Regions from separate parts of the Arachis hypogaea genome. Here region 2 is linked to region 1. The links are chromatin contacts, called in public Hi-C maps. All regions are on one chromosome and are shown on one strand. The core of a region is the stretch at or near the end of the contact, and the rest is flanking DNA. Distances in the headings are between cores, read along the strand shown.

Evidence for each region. Hi-C and Micro-C count contacts between places; a contact is called where the count stands out from the background.
Region 2: a Hi-C map of leaf shows a contact between it and region 1, with 2.3 times the contacts expected there. The contact joins the promoter of LOC112715186 here to the promoter of LOC112717331 in region 1. A contact is called at or near these places in 2 of 8 Hi-C or Micro-C datasets (both in leaf).

Annotation. Positions count from the first base shown.
Region 1 is chr10:12,380,590-12,387,756 of arahy.Tifrunner.gnm2.J5K5, reverse strand. It overlaps LOC112717331, which reads right to left and starts at 2,566. Exons shown (of 2, transcript XM_025769396.1): 1 at 2,044-2,566; 2 at 1,236-1,915. The coding sequence starts at 2,566. The coding sequence ends at 1,236.
Region 2 is chr10:12,553,123-12,560,289 of arahy.Tifrunner.gnm2.J5K5, reverse strand. LOC112715186 (inactive TPR repeat-containing thioredoxin TTL3) reads right to left here and starts at 3,211. Exons shown (of 5, transcript XM_025766954.3): 1 at 1,622-3,211; 2 at 965-1,160; 3 at 691-863; 4 at 1-107. The coding sequence starts at 2,535.

The sequences.
Region 1 (7,167 bases), core at 1,317-3,816:
GTGACCTTGGAAGTATTGTTTTAACCTCTGCGAAGAGGTCAAGAGTGCCAGAACTAGCTTTTCCAGTTTGTTGTACCTTAGTTCTGCCCCTTGTAGGGCTCTGCTCACGAAATAGACTGGCTGTTGAGCCCTTCCTTCTTCTCGTACCAAAACCGCAGCCAGGGCTTCTCCTGTTATGGCAAGGTATAGGTATAATGGCTCCCCGGCCTTCGGCTTCCCGAGCACAGGGGGTGTCACCAGGATTTCCTTGAAGTGTCTAAAAGCTTCCTCGCATGCGGGCGTCCATTCGAATGCTATCCCTTTCCTCATGAGGTTAAAGAAGGGTAGGGCTTTTGTTGCCGAAGCTCCGAGAAAACGGGATAACGAGGTGAGTCGTCCTGCCAATCTCGCAAAATATTTTGTTCATCAGCCTTTGGTATCTTGTCCTCGTCGGGTCGGTGCATCGGTATCTGATTGTAGCCGGAGTAGGCGTCCATGAAGCTCAGATACCGGTAGCCCGCCACCGCGTCGACGAGTGCATCTATGTTGGGGAGGGAGAAACAATCTTTAGGGCATGCCTTATTGAGGTCGGAGTAGTCTACACACATTCTCTGTTTGCCGCTGTGCTTTTTTACCAGAACTACATTCGAAAGCCAAGTCGAGTAGTCTAGTTCCCGTATAAAAGCTGCTTCTAGGAGGCTGGCCGTCTGCCTGGCCACCTCCTCCGCCCTCTCCCGCGACATCTTTCTCCTCCTCTGGGCTACCGGGCGGGCTTCCGATTTGATGGCTAGGTGGTGTGACGTGACTTTGGGGTCTATGCCCGGCATGTCAGCCGGTGTCCAGGCGAACAAATCCCCATTGGCCCTGATCATTTCTACCAGAGGCTCTTTCAATTCATGTGGAAGGTTTCTATTGACAACCGTGAACTTTTTCTCCGTGTCACCGACCTTGAACTTTTCCAGGTCCCCCTCTGGTTTTGGTCTGGGCTTGTCGTCAACCCTGGCGTCTAGGTTAGCCAGGAACACTCCCGACTCCTCTTTAGATTTCTTCCTTAGGGAGAGGCTGGCGTTGTCGCAAGCGACCGCCGTTCCTAGATCTCCCCTTATGGACCCTATAGATCCGTCGTCGGTGACAAACTTCATGACTAGTAGCTTTGTGTTGATTATCGCTTCAACATCGTTAATCGTCTTCCTCCCCAAGATGATGTTGTAGGCCGTGGAATCTTGGAGAACCACGAACTCAGCCATTGCCGATTTTCAGCCTTGGGCCTGTCCCACAGAAATCGGTAGGGATATCACTCCATCTGGCTTGATGAAGTGGTCTCCTAACCCGATGATCCCATGCTGGTGAGTCGATAGGTCGGCGTCCCTTAACCCTAGTGCGTCGAACACGTTGCGGAACATAATGTTCGAGTCTGCCCCCGTGTCGACAAGGATTCTTTTGACGAGGCCGGTTCTCACTCTGGCCGTGATGACCATGGGTGGATTTTCAAGGGCCTCGTCGAACCATTGATCTTCCGGGCCGAAGGAGATAGATGGGGGCTTCTTAGAGCTTCGCACCAGCGAGGAGGAGACCGCCAGGACCTTGGCGTCTTTCTTGTGCGCCGATCTCGACCTTGGCGCGGTATTTTTGGCAGTTACTACGTTTATCACAGTGAGACCGTGGTCTTTGTCTTCTGGCTCTTGTCGCCGCTTTGCCGACCGGGTCTTGCCTTCCTCGTCTTGGTCGCGATGTCGCCTCCTCGGCTCCCTTATAAGATGGGAGAATTCTATTAGTTTACCATCCCTTATCGCTTGCTCTAGTGCATCCTTCAAGTCAAAGCAGTCTTGTGTTTGGTGCCTATAGCCCTTGTGGTAGTCACAGTAGAGGCTCTTGTTTCCCCCCGTACGTTCCTTAAGTGGTCGGGGTTTTGACAAGATTCCTTTCTGGCTATTTGCTGATAAACTTTCATGATGGGAAGAGCGAATGGAGTGTAGTTGGTGAATTTTTTGATCCGGGGAAATGGTCTGGATGCCTTGCTCGGCCCTCCCTCCCTGGCTTGCTCTTTCTGTCTTTCTCCATTACCTTGTTGCCTAGGTTGATTGTAGCCGGAGTGTCGTTTATTGGCAGCCATGACCTGGCTGACTTCCTTGTCATTTATGTATTCCTTAGCTACCGTTTGGATCTCGTGCATCGTCCAAACCGGTTTCGTGGTGAGGTGTTTTCGGAAGTCCTCGTTGAGGAGGCCGTTCGTCAGACAGAAGCTGGCCACCGAGTCGGTTAGGCCGTCAATTTCTAAGCATTCGCCGTTGAACCGGTCCAGGTATTTTCTGGTCGGCTCCCCGGACCTTTGGGTTATCCCGAGCAGGTTGATCGGGTGCTTTGTCTTTGCTATTCGTGTTGTGAATTGAGCTAAGAAGGCACGGCAGATGTCCGAAAACCCATAGATGGATCCCTGCGGGAGGCCGTTAAACCATCGGATCGCAGGTCCTGCCAGGGTGACCAGGAAGGCCCGGCACCTCACCTCGTCTCCTACTCCCTCCAGATTCATTCTAGCCTCGAAGGCCGTGAGGTGTTCCAGAGGGTCTTGGGTTCCATCGTACCTCATGTCTGTTGGTTTGTCGAAGTGCTTCGGCAACCGGACCTCGAGGACGGATCAATGGAACGGGGTGGCGCCCATTATCACGGGTCGCCGTGTCCTCACAGGCCTCCCTTCTCCATCTTCACGATCTCGCCCCCGGGAGTAGATGATTGTGTCGTTTCGTCTTCTCGGGATAGGCGAATCTTCTCGGGTGCTTTTCGCTTCCGTTCTGGAAGCGGAGGCGTGTCGGGGGCGACTTCGGTGGGAATCTCTCTCTCGGCTTTCAGGAGACGGGGAGTAGCTAGGATCGGTGGTTCGTCGATCATGTTCCTGATCGGCTAGTTGTCGTTCCAGGTTCTGGACCCTATGGCGTAGCTTTTGCATTATTCTGGCGCTGTCACCGCCAGTTCCTCCGAAGGGTCGCATTCCTGTGCGTGGTTCAGTGTGTTGTCGGGGGGGACCTTCGTTGCCCTCTCGGTGAGGCGACAGAGGCTGCCCCTTCTGCGCCGGCTGCTCGGCCTTGGTCTCCAATGCCCGGCACGACGTCCATTTAGGCGTCCCCACAGACGGCGCCAATGTTCGGTTGAACGGTTTCCGGACGGTTCGGGTGGAGATTTGAGGAGGCGGGAACGCTTCGTTTGCGATTGTGCTGGGATCGGATCTGCCGGGTAGCCGAGCTCTTGTTATGGAAAGAGGGGGTGTCACATGCAAAGACACTCCGACGCCCTAGTCAGTTAGTGTGCAGGTGAGAAATAGGTTAAGTGAAATGTGTGACGTACCTTGAGGGAGGGGTAGGATCCTCCCCTTATATACTATGTCAGATGTGGGTCCCACGAGGGCAGAACCCACCTTCCTCGAAGTTTCCTTGTACAGCTGTGACGGCCAGCTGTCCTGGACGCGTGCTTGGGCCGGATATGAGTGTATCATTCGACCGTTCAGGTCGGGTGGTCAATGGGTCGGGTCGGCCCAAGTTCTCTTTAGGCCAGGCCGTAACAATTATATATATTTTTTATAATTCAGATCAACAGTTAAAATAATTAGTGTATTAGTATTTTTAATGTACTTAAAATATTTTCTATAATTTTTATTAGATAGGATATAATATCTGTATTTTTTAGTATTGGATCAAATATATTTGTAGAATAGAAACTTATTTAAAAATATATTTTTATATAAAAATTTTAATAAAACTTTTTTCGTATTTTAAAATTTATTTGTTCCTAAACCAGCAACACTAATACACATATCCTTCTTCACCACTAAGAAGTTATGTTTTTTAATATTATATATATAAATTATAATATATATAAATATCTTTCATCAAATAATTTATTTTTATTTAATTTATTTTAATTTTAATTATAAATTTATTTATTTTTAAATTAATTATATTTTTATTTAATAATAAAAATAAATTTATTTATTTTTTTATAATTATATAATATTTATTAATATTATTTTTTAATAAATATTTGTAGTATATAATAGTATAAAATTTAAAAATAACAATTATCTTAATATAAAAACAAAATAAAAATATTTTTAATAGAGTAAAATTAACAAAATATTTATTGTTTATATTTTAATTATTTTAGAATAATTAGATATTCCTAAAATATTAATAAAAATATATATTTTAAATTTTAATTTTAAAATTTTGATTATTTTTTATTTTTTATTTATATAAAACAAGTCAATCAGTAACCCACCGATTAAATTAATAACTTAGTTATTGGTAACCTAATTGATTTAATTACCAGTTCAGTTTTAACGACTATAATACAAATAATCAAAGTAGAAAAAAGAAATTTACTTTTTTCTCGAAGTCGAATCAGGCTCGAGTCATGGAATCCAAGCTTAGATCCATTCGAGTACAACGACCTATTCGGCTAAATATTCTAGTCATGTAAATGGGTTTACGGAGGAACAATTTTTAACATTTGAAATATCTAACTAATTCATATGGTATATCTCTTTCTTCCCACTTTAAAGGTCTCAAGTTCAAATTTTATTCATTATAATTGAGAAGAAAATTTGATAAATATATAAAGAGTGTATAAGTGTGTGTTGTGTACTTAAGATTAAAAATTGTCTAATTTGTGTGGATACTTAAAATTAAGAGTTGTCCAATCTATTGATCCAAAAAAAATCTAATTTCCATTGTAAACTTTTTTTGTTAAAAATTTTAATATAAAAAGATTTTATTAAAAAAATTAATGCTTTGATAATAGATTTTCTGAGAAGAACAGAGTTAAAATTTATACTCTAAATAGTCCTAACCTAGATCCTTATTTTTTATGGGACTTTCAATCAGGTTGAAAGAAATGACTATGCTCTTAACAGTAACAACAAATCTCAACGGTAATGGTTCAATTGGGGAAATTTTGAAAGGAAGAAAAGAAAAGAAAAGATAAAGGTCATAAAACACTTACACATGCCAAAGCTATTATAGGAATTTCACCATCTAATTAGATAAAAGTCGCTTTCTAGAAGTGATTGTTGTAGAGTTGTGGTCACTATCATACGGGTAAACAAGAGTGTATGTAGGCACACAAACATTACACTCCATTCCATGTCAAATTCTCGAGAATTACTGCTATTTTCTTCAATAAATTAGTTAAGTCTATACACTCCCTATTTGCCTAATTAATTTGGTTCAGCTGCTAATTACTTTGAATAATTAATATTGGAATACTACTTTACCTGTAACTTCAATTTAGTTATTTTCCACCCGCAAACTTCAGGTGATTAGATTTAGCACTATCCTTATACATAGTGGTTAAGCAAAGCTCAAAACATATAAAATAAATTAGGTTATGTTTGTTTATGAGAATAGGATAAGATAAGATATTAAAAATAAGACACAAAAAATAGAAATATAAAATTTTGTGTTTTTATATTTTATTTGATAATAAATTAAAATAAATTATAAAAATTTAATTTATTTTTATTTTTTTTTCACTAAAAAATTTGAGAAAAAAATATAATAATAAAAAATATAATTATAAAAAATTAGCAAGAATTATAAAAAAATAAAAAATAATCTGTGTCTTTTATTAGTGTTTCTGTGTCCTTCCTATTAGAATGAATATAAAATATACTAATTTAATTTTGTTGAATATAATATCTCTATCGATATCTCATCTGTCAAATATAATTTTATATTTCTGTATCTTTATCTCAGTGTCTCGTGTTAATGACAATTTGACCAGGGAAAGAATTGAATTCGGGAAACAGATAGCAGCAAGTGAGTCTTGATTCCGGAGTATATAACATATTAATTGTATAAACATATTTCAAAATTTAACGAGAATGCAAAATACATTTAAAATTCTGCATTAGGGACACCAAACTGAGTAGTATAACTATAACCCATTTAGATTCGGCTTGTTTAAAATTTGTAGGTTAAATAGATAGAATTTGTTTGTATTTCATTTTATGAATCTAAATTTCTTAACAAAAATCTATCTGTCAACTTAAATAGGTTACTTTGGTTAGTCCGTTCTTTCTTTATTGCTTTTTTTATTTAAAAAAATCAGTTTAAAATTTCTTTTATTTTTAATTATAATTTATTGCTTTGTATTACTCTTTACACAATCAAACATAATTTGCTTAAATTAAAAGCTTACAAAAACTAAAAAGAAATTAAATAGTAAATAAACATTTAAAATTAAACCGGCTAAACGAAATTTAATTTGAAGGACTAACCTACTTTATTTTTCAGGGTAAAAGGACATGGCACCTTTGTTTTGTTGTTGGATGAAAGAGATAACTTTCTCTTACAAGAGATGACAAATTCACTAATTCAGCAATCAACTAACCCCATTACTTTGTTTCATTAGCAAACATGGTTTGATAGTTTTTGGGACGTGGCCCATAGACTTTCTGAGGCTTGTGGCCCATAGGCTTCCCATGGTGAATCCTGTTATGTTGAGGCTAATTTTAAACTTAGGCCCATAATTAGAGCCCATACGTTAAGTGACTTAAGACCGTTTGTTAGTGTGTGTCCACAAAGTACTTAAGGCTGCATTTGTTTACAGAGATAGGACACTAAAATAGGACACAGAGACACAAAATTATATTTAGCAAAAAAGACATAGATAGAAATAATATGTCCAAGAACATTAAATTAGTGTATTTTATGTCCATCCTAACAGAAATGACACGGAGACACTAACAATAGACACAACTTATTTTTTATTTTTTCTTTCATTATTCTTGTTAATTTTTTATAATTATATTTTTTATTATTATATTTTTAGTCTCAAATTTTTTGAATGAAAAAAATGAGAATAAATTAGATTTTCATAATTTGTTCTAGTTTATCACCAAACAAGATATAAGAACACAAAATTTTGTGTCTTTGTCCTTTATGTCTTGTTCTCAGTGTCTTATCTTGTCATATTCTCGGAAACAAATACAGCCTAGTTTTCGCACTGAATTATTTTTAATTGTTCAATAATGCATAGATCTACCAACCAACTTGGATTGATCCAGTGATCAATTCACTTATCTGGTTAAGTGTAGCAGGTTTGAATCACACTTTGTGTATGCAGCAATTCATTCATCAGTGACAAATACTTTAATGAAGTTTACATTCGTGGTGCACAAGGACAAGTTTTCGCCCT
Region 2 (7,167 bases), core at 1,962-4,461, 170 kb before region 1:
ATCGAGCAGCGCTGACATCTCGAGCCTTTCTCATAACCATATTGGCCTCCCTATTATTGGGATCCAAACTAACTGCTTTCTGTGCTGCTTCTAAAGCATCTTCAAATCTACAGAGTTGATATAGGTTTCACTTTAGAATCTTGCTACATAGTTTGAAGGTTAATCGTACGAATCTATAACAAATTAATTTGATTCATGTAAAGATACATATTTTGCACAAATCATGGGTGGGATTTCTACTAATTGTGATGAACAAATTTTGCTGAATTTTTTACTGAGAACTTCTTAGTTAGCAATTTCAATGGTATGATCACTTCTATGCAGGTATTCGGTTTAAAAAGAAGAAGATCTGCATATAGGTAGCATGTATTAGTAAGTAGATTCTTACCATGGACCTTACAATATATATTGGTACTATAGTTATCTAATTTTTTAAAACAATATTAATTTAAAATGGATATGCATTATTAGTCAAGCATGAAGACAGTGGAGAAATCATTAACTGCTAACTAGCTATAATTCACAAACTAACCCTGCCTAACTCATCTGTGACCTATCTTCAAGAGATTGATAGGCACTCTACACTTAATTGAATTGTAGAAAGCAAATGCCAATTTGAGTGTTCAGAATTCAGATTACCTAATAAATTTCGAGGTTCAAATAATAAAATGAAACCAAAAGGATTCTAACCTCCCAGCTGCTATATCGACTTGGGCATGTGTCACCAACAAATTTGCATTGCATATAGGTCCAAAGAACCTAGTACACTCATCAACATCAAATTTCGGGCACTTTGACATTATTTTTTCTGCATCTTGATGTCTACGAAGCTTTAAGAGTGCTTCTGCTTGTAATGCAAATATCTTCCAGTAAGGCAAGACCATAGTCATATTAGCACATGTTTAATTAGCATAGTCATATTAGAACATGCAATGATAAATGTATATAATTTAAAACTACTCACCTGTTGAGCAGAATCTGCACCAGATGATATAACCTTGTTAGTTTCAGTGATTAGTGTGTTGCAATCACCCACCCTGCGAGCCTCCGTGCACTTGTTTAGATGAACCTGAAGAATCTTCACTTTAGCAATCTCATCAGGATCAGCCTCTGGTCCTGCTTGTTTATAATGATACAATGCCTTTTCTGGGTCTCCTAGTCTGAAAGAAAGTCAATGAGACTATGAATAACAAGTAAAAGACATTCTTATTGCTCCAAGCCAGAAACTGCTGTTGCTATGTAAATTCTCCTGATACATTGATTTTCGTATGTGCTACTTTGTCTAAATTGACAGTTAATTTGAAATGGAAGAACTACCCTTTTACCATTTTTCAACATTAGCAATACATTAAAATTGTATGTAAATGAAATACGAGGGACAATGAGATCGCGGGGGATGCTGAAAAATCTCTTATAGTTTATTGTTATCACCTTAATAATCAATTTTTATTGAAGCAACAAAAAGAGAATATAGTAGAATAAGAAATTTCTCTTATTCTATAAATACCTAAGAATCTCTCTCATATATACAAGGAAAATAATTAGAGATGCATGTTGGAAGATGTATATGAGAAACATAATCTTTTTTCTACTGAAAGGAAAGTGCTGCATGGATACTTACCTAAAGTACAAGTTTCCCAATCGTTGATGAGCTCTTTGGTAATGCTGATCAATCCGAATGGCTTCTCTACATTCAAACACAGCCTCCAAAAGCCTTCCAAGAGCTGTTAATGCTGCACTTTTATTGCTTCTATAAGCAGCCTTATTAGGATCAATTGCAATTGCTGCATCATACAGAGCCAATGCCTCAGCAAAGTTCCCATTCTTATAATCCTCATTCCCCATTATCTTCAACTGTTCAGGGTCCATTCTAGTAGACACAGCCCTACAAAGTGAACCTGATTCTTCTTTACTATTCCTAGTAACCTTTTTATTCCTATTATTGTTACTACCACCACCATTTTCCACTTTATCCATTGGAATGTTTGAACTAGGATAATTTGTTCCTCCTCCTCCTTGTCCAAGGTTACCTAAGTTACCATATATCATCACATTGCTAGAAGCTCGAACAAGCTTGTTGCTTCCCTTCGGCTTCTGGTAATCGTTTAACATGCTATCAAGCTCACCGGATATTCCAACGGCATCTTTTGGAACCTTTCTTCCTTGATTGACATATCCTTGTACAGGTGACACCTTTGACGACCTAGATGACGAACACACTGCCATTGATGCTGCTGCTGCCTCATCATGTTGTTGTTGTTTCCTTTGGTGGTTTTGGTTTACACTTACAACTACATGCTTTTGCCTTTGGGGAGTGTTGGAATTGCTTGATGCAGAAGAAGCAGATCTTCGGGCATCATCAGAGACATCACTCCGGGGCCGTTTTGAATCTTTGGCTTTTGATGGTTGCTTCCCATGATTATGAGCATCGTCATTACCAGAATATCTTTCAGTTTTGCTCCTAGATGAGCCGCGCCTGCGAAGCAATGATGATAGCAAACCACAACCTCTGCTTTCTGGTGAAGTGTCTCTCATTTTGTTTTTCCCTCTCTAATTTTCCTTGAATGTGTTCTAAGACTTATGTTTTTCTATACAGATTTGGCTATTGAGGATAATAATGGATGATCATTAGTGTTTTTAACAAGAGTAATGAAAATTCTATGTTATGTGAACTTGTCTTGATAAATCTAGTGAAATGGGAAACATTTCAAATTGAGACATTACAACAAACACTTGGAATGCAAAAGTAATCCAGAGATCGAAATGAACCCTTATGGCTAAGGATTATAAGCCCAATAATATTTCCAGCAGATAATTCTAATTTCTAAAGAACCTCCTCCTGGAAAGGCTGCAAGGGAATGATTTTTTTTTTTAATAAATTCTCTAATCTAAAAAAAATGGATAAAAAGAACCAAATGGCATGATCTCCAAAAGGAAAACTTATGGGGAAAAGGGAAGAAAAGAACGACGAAACGAAAATCTGTTATTTTATTGATGTATATACATTGCTCTAGCTGGCTTTCAATTTCCTTCTCAATATTTTTGTTTTTTCAGGTTAGTTTCATCGGAACAAGAAAAGCATTAGACCCGGTCTTGGTTACAACTCACAAGAAGGATGTCGAAAATTATGGGAAATGATTAGGTTTGTTATCTGTTTTGTTTCCTTGTAAGTTGTAACCTCAATGGCTGTAACATGCCAAAATCATAAGCACAGTAGTTACATATTATAGGATTATTTTATATGGACACTAAAACTCAATTATTAATGATTAATTGGTCACCATATAAAAATAAAAAAATACTAGTCATTAAAATTAATTTATATAATTGTGTATAAATATATAAGTAATTTAACTTATATTTTTAGCCAATGAGTAATAGCTCAAATGGCATAATCTTCTTATATTCAATTAAAAGGTTACGGGTTCGAATTTCTTATTTTTTATAAAAAAAATTTAACTTATTTTTAATATATGGATATTTATATTCTAATATGTATTTTATATTTATAGTTAATTTTAATATATGTCTAATATAATTTTTTATTATTTTGATATTACCATAGTTGATTATTTTATTGTGTAATATTTGATTATTTTGGCTACTAATTTCTTGTTAAAAAAATGTATGAAATAAGATTCCAATTTAGATTAATTGATGAATTTATGATTATAATTTATAAATGTAGATATGGACTAAATTAGGGTATGAAGATGAAAAAATTAGTCTCCATGGGGATAATAGTTGTGCCAGATAATTACTCTAATAGGTAATTTACTGCTAGAAAAGGACATAAATTAAGGATGTCAACAGGGCGGGGGGCGGGGGCGGGGATGCCTCCCTGCTCCCCATCTCGCCTCCAGATTTGCTTCTGCCCCAGTTTTCGTTTCTCGTCGTAGGGAAATATTGTTCTCCATCCTCATTTTTCACAGAGCCCCATGATCCACGGGGATCCCATTTCCCATCTATCTGATCATTCTAACTAATTATTAATTTTCATATAAATAGAGTTGCAAGTATCCATCTTATACAAAAACAAGATTTTATACAAAAAATCTAAACAACAAGATGGTGACTTCTTTCGAAATGACGCATTGGGGGAACGCAATGGCGAGCCAGAGGACAGAACAGTGGACAAGGTGGGAGACGGGAGAACAGAGAGGAGAATGGACATGACAGCAGAGTTACGAAAATGAACACCGCAAATAGAGAGCACGATGCGTTGAGGTGTGATGATGCAGTGAAAAGGGAGCGTGGCTGCAGAGAGGTTGGATGGAGTATGGACAGCGTTAGGGATCTTTGAATTGAAGAAGGGTTATCCAAATGAGAATTAGGATAATTCAACTATTAAGGGTAATTCAATAAATTTATGAATTTCGGAGATTAGCGGAGACGGGACGGGGATCCCCGCTTGAATTTTCGCGCCTGCCTTGGAGGAATTTTGTCTCCCGTCCCCATCCCCACAAATAAAATTCTCCACAGTCAGATCCCCATTCAGAATAGTCTCTGTAGAGATTTCCACATCTCGGAGAGTTTTGCTATCCATAACGTAGACACTGCTATAATATCTGTGATATGAATTCAATTTCAGTAATCTTAATAGTGTAATTAAAATTTTAATAAAGACTATTTTAATATACATGTCTACTCTTAAAATGCATACTATAGTATTTATACTATGGTTACTATAGTCGTTACAGCATTTTAAAAATTTTGATAAAATCTAAAGAATATTTTTTATTATATAACAATATTTCTTAATTTAAAAAAATTATTATTAAAATATAAAAAATATTATTTTAATTTTAATAAAAAATAAAATAGCATTTGAAAGATTATATTTTTAAGAGATATTGCTTAAAAGAATGAAATTGGTCTATGATATTTAAAAGATGACAACTGATTAACAAAATATTTTGATGGTGAATTTAAGTCTACATTTTATAATGGAAATACTTATATAATTGTTAGTCAAAAATAAATAAATTCGAAGGAAAAGATTGTTTGAATTGATAAGTAAGTTTTCGAAAGAGAAGTTTGTATCGAAGGAGGTCTATTTAGGGACATTAAGTAAGAGTTTGATTAGCTCAACAAATCGAGGAGTTACTCGAGTAAAGAAGATCGAAGATTATTGAAATCGAAGGTTATTCTGTAACTGTTATGTGATCAGGCAAAAGAGTTGGAACAGTTATCCATGTTTTCGCACACGTGGGAGTTTCATTTCAAAATTGATCAGTTAAGGAAATGCTTATAAATAATAGAAGACTCAAAGTCACAAGGGTTGGAACTTTGCTTCAGAAAACACTCAGACACACTCACATCCCTAGCAAATTTCTGAGTCTGCATTCGAGTTTCTTTTTTGTAGGGTTCCTTCCATGTTTTTTTATCTTTTCATGTTCAATTTATCTTTCGAGCAACTTTAATTTTCTTGTCAGATTTACCTTCCAGCATTTTTAATTTCCATGTCAAAATTCCTTTGATTCAGTCGAAGGTATTTTATATCTTTGTTTAAATTTAATGCAAACCATTTCGATTTCAGTCTATTTTACTTACAAAATTTTTATTTAACACCTTTTTCAGTCTTTCCTTTTAAATCTTGTCTGATTCGAGGATCATTGATACACTTCTAAAAAACTGGTACTCGCAAAAAAGAGGAGTAGGTTTTGCTCCCAGACCATTAGAATCGAACCACCATTGATTTGCTAAAAATTGACAAAACAAATTGGCACACCCGATGGGATAGTTTTAAATTGAAGTGTGTCAAATGATTTTGGTGTTACTTGGTGTATGCAATTAAGAAGTTGAAGAATTGTTCACATAGCTGATGAAATATCGAATGTGAATGGTGGTTCATCCACTAATGACAATGCACCAATAACTGTACAACCTTCAGACGTTACTTCACATTCTGAAGGGGTGGTTATCAGTGAAAGTGTCGCAGTTACAAATGTGCAGGCTGGAAATAACGAACGTAATACTCGTCCACGTGGTAATCCACCACCAATTCAGCCTTAAGTAACTGCTGGTTGGCCTCTTTATGGCCTTCCTTCTGGTTTTACTCTATCGGTGAGTGGTTTTATTCCTCCGATCCGATTTGGGGGTGTAAATGGAGTAAATAATGCTCAAAATTCACAACAACGATTCGAGTTTTCTAGAGATTATAATGTGGGCTCTACATCAAATGCTTCTAATTCAATAGCAACATTTTGACAACATGTAGAAGAAAGTCATCATGATTTGTTTAATTTATTGACCCAGCAAATAACCACAATTCTGAGTCTTATTATGGCTGATCACGAATCGAAATTCGATCACCTTGCAAGGCAAGTTGAGCGAATTGCTTGAATCGTTGATTATGATGAAGGAGAAAGGCAAAATGCCACAGGAAATAGTGAGGGTTTCAAAACCTATTTCAAAATGAGAATGACGTTTTTAGAAACAGAGAAAATCCTCAGGTAATTTCTCATGGTCAAAATGCAGATGATGTTCTGGCTCGATTACGCACTAATCAAGTCGGTGAACATTATCAAGTTACTAGAATTGATGAAAATGTTCTAAATAGGGTTGGAATCAATATAGGGTTCATGAATTGACCCCACTTTTTGTCAGTTTTTCCTCATCATGTTCAAATGGCTGAAGTGCCAAGAGGAGTGAAAAATCCTAAAATAATTACAAAGTTTGCAGGAAAAGTTGGAGAATCGACTACTAAATATGTTGCTCGATATTTGGTCGAGATTGGAAATTTAGCTAATGATGAAAGTTTGAAAATGAAAGTTTTTTCCTTCTTTGTTAACGAAGAATGTATTTACTTAGTTTTCGAATCTTAGACCGAATTCGATAACAACATGGGCTTAGTTAGAAAATGCCTTTCATGCCCAATTTTATCAAGGAGAATTGAATGTGGCAGTTACTGACTTAGTAGCTTTGAAACGAGAAGATGGTGAGACCATTGACGACTATATGATTTGTTTCAAAAACGCTAGAAGTCGTTGTTATGTATCACTACCTGAAAGTGAAGTAGTAAAGATAGCAGTTATGGGATTAGAATTTTATATGCGTCAGAAGTTACTCAATATGCATACTCTTGATTTAGCCCATTTGGCTGAAAGGGTGCGCCAGGTAGAAATTTTGAAGAAAGAAAAGAGAAGTATAAGAGCGAAAGGAGGT